2 separate regions of the Zea mays genome follow, and region 1 is linked to region 2. Evidence: chromatin contacts called from public Hi-C data. All regions are on one chromosome and are shown on one strand. The core of a region is the stretch at or near the end of the contact, and the rest is flanking DNA. Distances in the headings are between cores, read along the strand shown. Region 1 holds the start of NAR (Nitrate reductase [NAD(P)H]). Region 2 has its middle 17 kb from the start of MIR166m.

Region 1 (5,738 bases), core at 1,862-4,361, 91 kb before region 2:
TGCGACGAACCGGTCTCTCTGGTTGGATGCGGCAGTGGTTTCGATAGATACGTCCGTCTTGCACAGCTGCATGTACGTACGTACGTCACAGCGTTTTGTTTGTTTTATTAACCATGCACTGGTTCGCTCGCAAGTCGATCTGATGGGGGGATCGATCTTTGGCTTATTCTGGGATTCAAGTGGAATCACTTGCACAAAGCTGTGTGCATGCGATGGGAAAAAAATTTGTTGCAGCCCGGCTGCAAACCAGGCTGTTTGCAGCCCCTCACAAAAATGAAGATAGGTCCCACCCGCAGGTAAATAATACAACTAAAACGTTATCTAGTGGACCTGCAGGTGGGGCCTATCCACCTTTTTGTGAGGGGCTGCAAACAGCCTGGTTTGCAGCCGGGCTGCAACAAATTTTTTTTCCATGCGATGTATCCAGAGGTGGGGTGTCCAAAACAAAAGATATCCATTCATCCGACTCGAGTCCGAGGGCGCTGCAGCAGTTCTTTAACCCACATATCTCGTGATTCGTGACCCATATATAACAATAACAAGCTGCATGTTCTTGTTTGTATGCGCTCTCTCCCCCGGTGCATGCACACGGTGAGCATTACGTGGCTTTTGCACGCTTACAAAAGGATGTTTGAGGCCTAAAAATTTTGCACGAAGGAGCAAGGGGGAATCGACAGGTATCAATCAGTACGTGGGCTTTTGCAGGACCAGCTGGACGACTTGAGAGATGCAGTCCAATCTTGCTGCTCGATTTCGTATTCTTGACCATTTTCCGTGGAAGAAACGGAAATGCAGCACAGTTGCACCGCAGCGCTTTCACGTTCGCAGCTTGCAGCGCTACGGGTCACCTGCAGACGCGCAGGCATAACTCGTGATGAAGCATGGCATTATATTGCAGGGTGAAGCCTGGTCGGGTCTTGTAGACCGACCCTGATGCATGGCTCGGCCGGGCACCACGTTCCAGAGTCGTGGCGTTTGGCAGGCAGAGGCAGAGGCAGGGACCGGATGAGGTTGGTTGGCACAAAGCACCAAAAAGAGACACGGCGCGCGATCGCGATCCATCTCAAAGATGGCGCCGCACGCAGGAGCTGAGCCACTACTACTACTAGGACGCAGCGGTCCGTCCAGTCGCTAACCGGGGGAGGCTGAGCTCCAGAAAGCTCACTCACAGCACAGGCGCCGGCCCGCTATAGCCGCTGCTACGTGCTCCTGCCTCTCTGCCTGCGCGTTGGCCCTTGGAGGCGGCGGGAGGCGACCCCTGTGGCTTGTAGTGGGGAGCCGGGCGGGCCTTGAGGTCCTGAGAAGCTGCGCCACTGCACCTACTGCTGCAATCCTCGGTCTCCCGCAGGCCGCAGCTGCAGCTGCATCCTCCTGGCGTCTCACCGGTTACTTGGCCATTGGAAAACGCCATGCGCCACGCGCCTTGTTAATTGGACTAGCGATTACCGCAGGCCACACCAATCATTTAGTCTGAGACCTGTGCATTTTCCCTGTCGAAGTGGGCGGCTGGGACGGGGGAGCAGTATCTTATGGTTCGTGATTAGCTAGCTTAGCTACTCTTGCGTTGCGTTGCGTCACGGATGGTTTAACATAGTAATATTTGCCGAGTTTATTAATGTACCCAAAGATCTGCTTGTTTTATACTAGTGACCAGTGACAGATTGTGGAGTGGTCATTAATTGATCTCTGAGGTTTTCTTTTTCTTTTTGGTCTGAATTGAGAGCTGCGAATGGAGGCACTCTTGTGTTCATTAGCTATAGTTCTGACTTCGCGCTATCACTTTCTGACTTTGTTCAGAGAGGGGGAGAAAACAATGCAGGTACAACTTACAAGATACGTTCAGGACGCGGTCCCCGTATAATGAATATCAAGGGCTGATTAGTATTACACCTCCTGTCTACTAGATATTTGGGATTCAAAATGGAAGGAACCTAATAAATATATCAAGCTGCTTCGTGCATATTGAGCTTCTTTGTCCTAGTGTCTTTTAACAGATTTTATTTATAACCATGTTCTACAGCGTCAAAAAATGCAAGAAACAGCTTCAGTAAGTTCGGTGTATATGTATACAAACTACAAACCCCCTACGCTTGGTTAACCTTGTAGCTAGGACGATCAAGATACCCACCTGTGATTGGCGAAGTAGACGTGAAAAAAAAACAGAGCAACGAGAGAAAAAAAAGAAGCCAATGGTGCCCGGCAGATCTGCATAAACTAGTCGGCGAAACCGAAAGGAAGCAGGAAAGAAGCGACGGGAGCTAGCGTGTCCAGGCAAAGGCCTCCCGTCCCAAGGCGCTCATCTCAGACGCGCACGGTGTCCACTGTCCAGTCCAGGAGCTCCTCAGGATTTCACCCGGGAAAGGTCGTCTCTCAGGCAAGCGGCATTCGGGGATGGTTGCAGCTGCCGCACTCACTCTTGCCGTCCGCCTCCCCTTCCTTTGTCGTGTCACGTAAGGCCTTGTTCGTTTGCGTCGGATTGCACCCGGAATCATTCCGGCTAATCAAAGTTTATATAAATTAGAGAAACAATCCGGCCGGGAATTATTCCGACCCACTAATCCGACACAAACGAACAAGACCTAAAGGTGAAGCTGAGGTTGGTGTCAGACCAACAGCATTCCACTTCGATTTGCATTCGCATCAGAAGTAGTAGTCCTAGTGACCTTTCAGTACAACACGGCCACGGCATTCACCGGAGGGCTGCACATGTGTGGTGTGATGTGTCCAACTTCAACTCTGATGAGAAGGCCAATGCAACTAACCGGTGCCGAAACAACAGCCTTCTGAAATCCTGAACAGCCTACTTGTTTCATCAGCGAAAGAAAAAAAAAGAAAGAGATAACTCTGAATAGTCCAGCTAGCGGTATGCGATTGCGACTTGAAATTACAAATTAGTGCTTGCTATCTGCACGGGAAAACTAAAATATCGTTTTCAGCCAGTCGGCCATGCAAGTGAAGCCGTTTGTATAGGATGGAAAAGAAACACCAGTGGAGCGCACCATGTTTCTTGTTTCCAGCCACGAGAAGAGAACCACCGCGCGCGAGCTCTGTCGTCCGTCCCTATATAAACGCCGCACCACCACCTCCCCAGCTTCCAAGACCAGATGCCACTCTGAGCTTCCGATTAACCTCCAGCTCTGGTCATCACAATTAAAACAAACCGTTCCCGCAGCTCGTGCCGACAATGGCGGCCTCCGTTGAGCGGCACCTGGCCCCCCACCCGTGGCCGGCCAATGCGCCTCCCAAGAGCTTCGACATGTTCCGCTCCGGCGGCCCAGGAGGCAAGCGCCGCACCGGCCCCGACTCCGACTCCGAGGACGAGGACAGCATTCCCCCGGACTGGCGGTCGCTGTACAGCCCGCGCCTGGAGGTGGAGCCGCCCGCCCACGACCCACGCGACGAGGCCACCTCCGACGCGTGGGTGCGGCGCCACCCGGCGCTCGTCCGGCTCACGGGCAAGCACCCCTTCAACTCGGAGCCGCCGGTGCCGCGGCTGATGGCGCACGGCTTCATCACCCCGGCGCCGCTCCACTACGTGCGCAACCACGGGGCGGTCCCCCGGGCGGACTGGTCCACCTGGACAGTGGAGGTGGCGGGGCTCGTGAGGCGGCCCGCCAGGCTCACCATGGAGCAGCTGGTGACGGAGTTCGAGGCCGTGGAGCTCCCCGTCACGCTGGTGTGCGCGGGCAACCGGCGCAAGGAGCAGAACATGGTGCGCCAGACCGTCGGCTTCAACTGGGGCCCCGGCGCCATCTCCACGTCCGTGTGGCGCGGCGCGCGCCTCCGCGACGTGCTGCGCCGCTGCGGCGTCATGGGCGCCGCGGACGGCGCCGCCAACGTCTGCTTCGAGGGCGCCGAGGACCTCCCCGGCGGCGGCGGCGGCGGCAAGTACGGCACCAGCCTGCGCCGCGGGGTGGCCATGGACCCCGCGCGCGACGTCATCCTCGCCTACATGCAGAACGGGGAGCCGCTCGCGCCCGACCACGGCTTCCCGGTGCGCGTCATCGTGCCCGGGTTCATCGGCGGCCGCATGGTCAAGTGGCTCAAGCGGATCATCGTCGCGTCCAGCGAGTCCGAGAGCTACTACCACTACCGCGACAACCGGGTGCTGCCGTCCCACGTCGACGCCGACCTCGCCAATGCCGAAGGTTTGTACATCGGTCTAGTTTTGTTTCCTCTGCTCGCCAACGTGTGCGAGGGCGACGACGCTAATAAATGTTCTCTCTGTTGTACAGCGTGGTGGTACAAGCCGGAGTGCATGATAAACGAGCTGAACATCAACTCGGTGATCACCACACCAGGACACGACGAGGTGCTGCCCATCAACGCCCTCACGACGCAGCGGCCGTATACGATCAAAGGATACGCATACTCCGGTGAGTGAGTCCAACAACGCAGCATTTCATCATCCCATCTTGCATTGCATCACCCACGCCCCCTGGATCTGAGTCGGAGTCAAGGAAGAGCGATCCGAATTTTGTTTGAGCTCGGGCTTTCTCCATGTTAAAGCCCAGTAAAGAAACAACGTTTGAGGCTTCTATTGGGCTTTCCAAGCCTATTTTCCTAGTTTCCTTGTGGGCTAAAACCGAAACTCACGGTGGTGGTGCCTCTGTTGCCAGGTGGCGGCCGGAAAGTAACCCGGGTGGAGGTGACGCTGGACGGCGGCGAGACGTGGCATGTGTGCTCGCTCGACCACCCGGAGCGTCCAACCAAGTACGGCAAGTACTGGTGCTGGTGCTTCTGGTCCGTCGACGTCGAGGTGCTCGACGTGCTCGGGGCCAAGGAAATCGCCGTCCGCGCCTGGGACGAGGCCATGAACACCCAGCCGGAGAAGCTTGTCTGGAACCTCATGGTGAGTTGCCGCTCCATCGTGTTTCCCTTCCCGTGGAACCATGCATGTCCTCCTCTCCACGACTGTGTTAGCTTAAATACACGCACGTGCGTCTGTTCCTCTACGCGCAGGGCATGATGAACAACTGCTGGTTCCGGGTGAAGATCAACGCGTGCCGGCCGCACAAGGGCGAGATCGGCATGGTGTTCGAGCACCCGGCGCAGCCGGGCAACCAGCCGGGCGGCTGGATGGCGCGGCAGAAGCACCTCGAGACATCGGAGAGCGCGCAGAGCACGCTGAAGAAGAGCACGTCCACGCCCTTCATGAACACGGCCACCGCGCAGTACACCATGTCCGAGGTGCGCCGCCACACGTCCCCGGACTCCGCCTGGATCATCGTGCACGGCCACATCTACGATTGCACGGGCTTCCTCAAGGACCACCCGGGCGGTGCCGACAGCATCCTCATCAACGCCGGCACCGACTGCACCGAGGAGTTCGACGCCATCCACTCCGACAAGGCCCGCGGCCTCCTCGAGATGTACCGCGTGGGCGAGCTCGTTGTCACCGGCAGCGACTACTCCCCGCAGAACAGCCACGCCGACCTCAAGGCCATCGTCGAGGCCCCCGCTGCAGCCGCGCCGTTATCGGTGACGTCGACCGTCGCGCTCTCCAATCCGCGAGAGAAGGTCAGGTGCCGGCTCGTCGATAAGAAGAGCCTGTCCTACAACGTGCGCCTCTTCCGGTTCGCGCTGCCATCGCCGGACCAGAAGCTCGGCCTTCCCGTCGGCAGGCACGTGTACGTGTGCGCGTCGATAGGCGGCAAGCTCTGCATGCGCGCGTACACGCCCACGAGCCCCGTCGACGAGGTCGGCCACGTCGATCTCCTCATCAAGATATACTTCAA
Region 2 (5,238 bases), core at 1,749-4,248:
GATAACTATTAGTTTTAGAGGTTTTAAATATGACCTTAGAAATGAGGCACTCACTCACCAACCTAAGTTTCGTCTAATCCACAATGACGCCAAACTATGGAAGGTCCGAATGCCGAAGAGAGACAAAGCTATCGTTGATGCCTGGTGTGACCTACTGTTTTCAAATACAAAATCAAGTTTAAGTACGATATAAACGTTGTCCTCTATGGACCTAGATCAATTTGATCCTCAAAAAATAAGAAAAATATTTCTATAGGTGGTTAGGCTTTCTCGTCGGTCGCCGTTAGCACCCTCCTGGATGAGCTTCTGCACTAGGTCCTCTCCTTCCAACCCGCGCAAGAGGCCACATGTAGTGTAGACCTGCATGCTCAGATTGGCTCCGCCTAGTCTGCCACTGTCTTGCGCATCCTCGACGTCGATAGAACACGACGGTGCCCTTTGAGAAGGTACGGGAGTTCGTAAACAACCTTCTGGTCCTCCGTGGAAGCCTACCTCTCAGAGATATTGGAGCTCAGGATCGACGACGATGCCGCCATTGGCGTTCGCCACGTGAGGCTCTGGGTCAGTTACGCCGGCCGTGCAGTACAAAAGTCCATATACTTTGCTCAGGGTGTGTTTGGTTTGACTTTTGGCTTTGGCTTTTGCCCCCCTAAAAGCCAAAAGCCAACCAAAAGGCTGGATCTAGAAAGCAGCTTTTTCTAAAAGCCGACTTTCTCGTAGTGCAAATCTGAAAGCACCCATAGACCTGCTTTTAGTGGCTTTTCGGATGAAACTGTGAAAACATATATCGAAGAATTTTTAACGACTTTTAGTGGTTTCTACCAAACGGTTTTTAGCTTTTTAACAGCTTACAGCCTACAGCAGCTTTTTCAACAGCTCACAGCCCACAGCAACTTTTTTCACAGCCACAGCCCAACCAAACAGACCCTCAGTGCTTCGCTTTCGGTCTGGCCAATTTTTATATATATGTGATTGTGCTTCTGAGCCTTGCCTCTAATAATTAATAATAAGAAGATATTTTTTAAAGGCCATTGGGTTTTCTCTCGCCATCTTTCTCTAAAAAACAGGTAAATCAGAAGTCATTTTTGGAGATATATGCAAGACAGTTCAGAAATTATTTTCAGAGATGTTTTCTTGGTAAACTTGTCTATATAGACGATTATAAGGAAGACACCTTTAAAAACAACAATATCTATAATACTTAATTGTGTTTATCTCCGATTCTCCGTACACATAAAATCCTGGTAGGATGTTTAGTTCCCCTAACTAAAATTTAGTTCATATCCCATTAAATATTTGAATATTTAAATTTAATTCATATCCCATTAAAATAATGTTGGGGGCGAAGACGCAGACGCTACCCTTCGCTCGATGCCTTCACCAAACTCGCTGCACCAAGGAGGCGAAGTGACCGGCGGTTTCCACCCTTCGTCCACTACACTGCAAGACGAAGGCCTACAACGAAGTCGCCTCGTCACGCGCCCTCGTTCAACCCGGAAGGCCACGGTGAATTCGGCCCATTGTAACAGGCCCCGCATGGCTATGTGTAAATATTTGAATATTTAAATTTAGTTTATATCCCATTAAAATAACATTACTATTAATTTGGAGAACTACTTAGCTATTGCGGCTTCTTTTAAGTAAAAAGCGCGCGACCATCCGTGCGTATACACACAGGTCTTATATATATGGCCGTTTTCATTATTTCAGGTTTTTGACAGTGAGAATGCAATGCGTGTGGTAAAAAAAATCAGCAGATACGGAGATGGAATATTAACCTCTGGTCGCCATCGATCTGCTGCTTTTGTCCAGTCGTTGGTCGTGCTGGATCGCGAAATTTGCCACGAGGATATAGGAGAGGGGGAATAATTGACTCTGACCATTTCCGATCCTGCAGGTACAGAATTTTCCATGCATGGAATTGAAGAGATAAGGGAGTAACAATCTTCAGCATATATATATAGCGTACGTACGTCGTCAAGCTAAGATGAAGGCTATATAGCTGCAAATGCAAGTCACGCACGTCTCCAGATCCGTCGTGTGTCAAGACTGCACGTAACCTAGTAGCGGCGTTCATGATCACACTAGCTAGTGACACACAGTGAGAGTCGTAGTAATAATAATAGTAAACAAATAAGCTCTGGTGATGGCAACACCACACCATATATGGATTCCTACTACAGTACGTAACGTGTTGGTAACGCGACACGTATCACCCCCTCGACTGTTCCATGGCGCGTGGATCTTGACATGGGCAGAGATGATCAGCAAAAGGAGTTATAACGGAGCACGGCACCCGATGCGCGTGCGTGTAAACAAAACAAGGTTCAACTTGAACTCTGCTGGTGCTGGTGCCTAGCTGCGTGCCCTGCTGGTCATGCTGGCTGCTGCTGCTGCTCGCTACATGCACGGTCATCGCCGAATAGAATAGAATACTCTATATATGGAGCAGCGGCCCTCACGATCGAACACTCACGTGCAGTTGTGCAGAGCGATAGAGAGAGAGATAATATATGACGTCGGTTGACGCCATGAATCGTACGAGCTTGCATTGAGCGCCGACGCATGGATTTGGGATCTGCATGGCTTGCTTCTTGGCTCCGATCCGCGATCAAAGAATGGCGAGCGCATTGCATTGGCTAGTAATGGTCGTGGGGTCCGCGAGCTGATGGATCGGGGAAGGGACGACCGGACGAGATGGATGCAGCATCTGTAGACGTGCGAGGTAAACGTACAGCAGGCTCGATCCGATCGAGGAGCGAGCAGCTGGGGGTACGGTGGGGTTTGACCCTTGTTTAGCCTACGCAGATTAGTTAACCCAGCCCAAGACAAGAGACACGGCCGATGCTTCCGAAATCCGAAGAACAGCGCCATGTGCCGTGCGTCCGCCTGCCTCGTAGTCGTAGCCACGCTTGCACTCCGTTCGAGTAGTAGTAGATAGTGTGCCATGCCATCCATAGATAGTGTCCCTGTCCGGTTGATGTGAAACGTGGCGGCCCATAAAATTGTTCACAAGGCCCACCAGTGTGCCAGTGAGGTCGGCCCAATTTACGAGTACTAGGGGTTGCAGAGCAGTTTCTGCAACTTCAATGTCATCTGATTTATTTAACCTGATAAGCTTCAAAATTGACCCTATAATTTGACAACCATATTTTTCTAATGAATTTTCATTTTTTTCAAAAAAAAAAAAACTTCATTTTTTTCTTGAAAAAACAAAAAAAACTTTTATAAAAATGGAGTTGACAAGCTAGCCCTAAAACCTTTCGCCGGTTAAAATATTTGTTCACTGTTTTTAATCGAAAAAAAAGAATTTGATACAAGGAAAGCAACGACGGATCCACATCCAAACGAACTTTCATGACAGCAGGTGTGAATGTGATCACCGGAGTTCCCTTCCGCGGTTGCTTCAACGGCTACCTCGGTGCTGATTCACAAAGTCAGATACACGATGTCGAGACGGACATGCCCTCGAGTTCCATGAATAGTCAGATTCTTCTTCATTCGGGCATCAACCATCAGCTGATTCACTTAACTCGTAGCAGATCTAGTCCAGAAAATTGATCATCATATCCTTAGTGTATTTGAGAGATCTCGGGATGAGCAAGCTCGTCCAAATGAGCTCAAGGAGCTTGAGATAATAGGATTTACTATGAGAAAATTGCAGTTGAGCCGATCTCAGTTAGCTCTGAGCTCCGACTCACACATGTTAGAGAAGATCAAAGTTTGTATGGGATTTCAGAAAGCATCTTTCAAAGAGAAGAAATTCAAGACTGAAATGGAGGATATAAAACATGCACAACTTTTTTTAAAAAAAAAACTTATAGATGAGTTCTGTCGAACTTGGGATAATGCTGTTTGATGTTAAAGCCTTACCTGGGGAAAGAAGGCCTCCATTCAAATGGACAGAATGTGTAAGAATTTTGAACTATTCAGTTCTGATTGCGGGGAAAATATAGGAACTGTATACTTCCATATACTTTCTATAGAAACCAGGTTACCTCTGTTAAAAAGAAAGTAAAGGAACTTTGGACAAATCAGATCCAACTATTCTTTTTTCTCGAATACGCAGGAAGACTACGTATCATTGAATTAAAGTAGATGAAAAAAGGTCTGAGGTCCAGGACAAACAGAACACACACAAAACAAAACACACACTCACACCCACAAAACACACAGCACAGACACATACGACACACCAACACTTTAGTCTTTCAATAGGCTTCAAGACTTTCCTTTCTCTATCCAGGGTAGAAAAGAGAGCGCAAGTTTCTGGCTCCATCAGAAACCCACAATCTCATCTTATCTTTAAATCTGTCCTCTAAGGTAGAAAGGCAGGATCGCGCACCATCAAAAACACACATGTTTCGCTGCTTCCAATTACTCCAAGCCCCAAAGATTACCATACTATTAAACCACTTTCTTTTGCTCTTGGGAATCTTGGATGAAGCCTTTCTCCACCATTCTGCAAAGTATGAATCTCTTCTTTTAGGACCCACAAAAGAGAGACCAATTGGAGTTAAGATACTATGCCAAAACTGTCTTGTGAAGACGCAATTAGATAAAATATGATGCACAGTTTCGTTCTCTTGGTCACATAGAACACAATTTTCAGGATGATCAAGCCTCCTTTGTTGAGTCTGTCAGCTGTCCAACATTTATTGTTTATGGCCAGCCAAACAAAGACCTTACACTTAGGGCTGCCCAGCTCTTCCAAATTCTTTTTCAGGGCTCAAAGGATTCCGCTCCAATAAAAAAGCTCTATAGGCAGATTTGGAGGTATACAGTCCATTGCTGCTAAAAATCCACACATATTGATCATTTGAATTTTGAAGCTGAAAAGATTCAATTACCTCCCATAATTGTAGATATTGCTCAATCTCAGCTAGAGAGATTCCTCTAGATATCATGAACCCAGAAGTGAGAGGTAAGAGCCTGTTGCATAGTCCTTACATTTTTTTATTTTCTTCGGAACTGCAGCAGCAATAAGGGGAGCTATATCCATAATAGAATACCCATGAATCCACTTATCTTTCCAAAAGAAAGTTGAAATACCATTACCAATAGTGGTAGACACTGCAACCTGAAATAAAGCTCGGGCCTGGGATGATATTTTAAGATCCAGGCCACTCCAAGGCTTAGAAGGAGCAGTTTTTTATAGCCAAAGCCATCGCAATTGTAGGGCCCAGTTCATCTTTTGGAGATTAGGAATTCCAAGGCCCCCCAAATCAAGAGGCCGAG

What was found. A called contact is a pair of places that touch in the nucleus more often than the background predicts.
Region 1: a contact with region 2 is called in a Hi-C map of tassel, with 2.6 times the contacts expected there. The contact joins the promoter of NAR here to the enhancer-like site in region 2. A contact is called at or near these places in 6 of 25 Hi-C or Micro-C datasets (bundle sheath, ear, leaf and 2 more).

Annotation. Positions count from the first base shown.
Region 1 is chr5:219,127,379-219,133,116 of Zm-B73-REFERENCE-NAM-5.0, reverse strand. It overlaps NAR (Nitrate reductase [NAD(P)H]), which reads left to right and starts at 3,111. Exons shown (of 4, transcript NM_001175872.2): 1 at 3,111-4,148; 2 at 4,236-4,376; 3 at 4,620-4,852; 4 at 4,963-5,738. The coding sequence starts at 3,185.
Region 2 is chr5:219,036,526-219,041,763 of Zm-B73-REFERENCE-NAM-5.0, reverse strand. It overlaps the pseudogene LOC103628878. Among protein-coding and RNA genes, the nearest start is that of MIR166m, 17 kb to the right of the region's middle. Within about 2 kb of position 2,998, at least 19 of the 20 cell types and tissues checked have an H3K27ac peak or open chromatin away from gene starts, as enhancers often do. A contact at or near this core is called in bundle sheath, ear, leaf and 2 more, where this site is marked.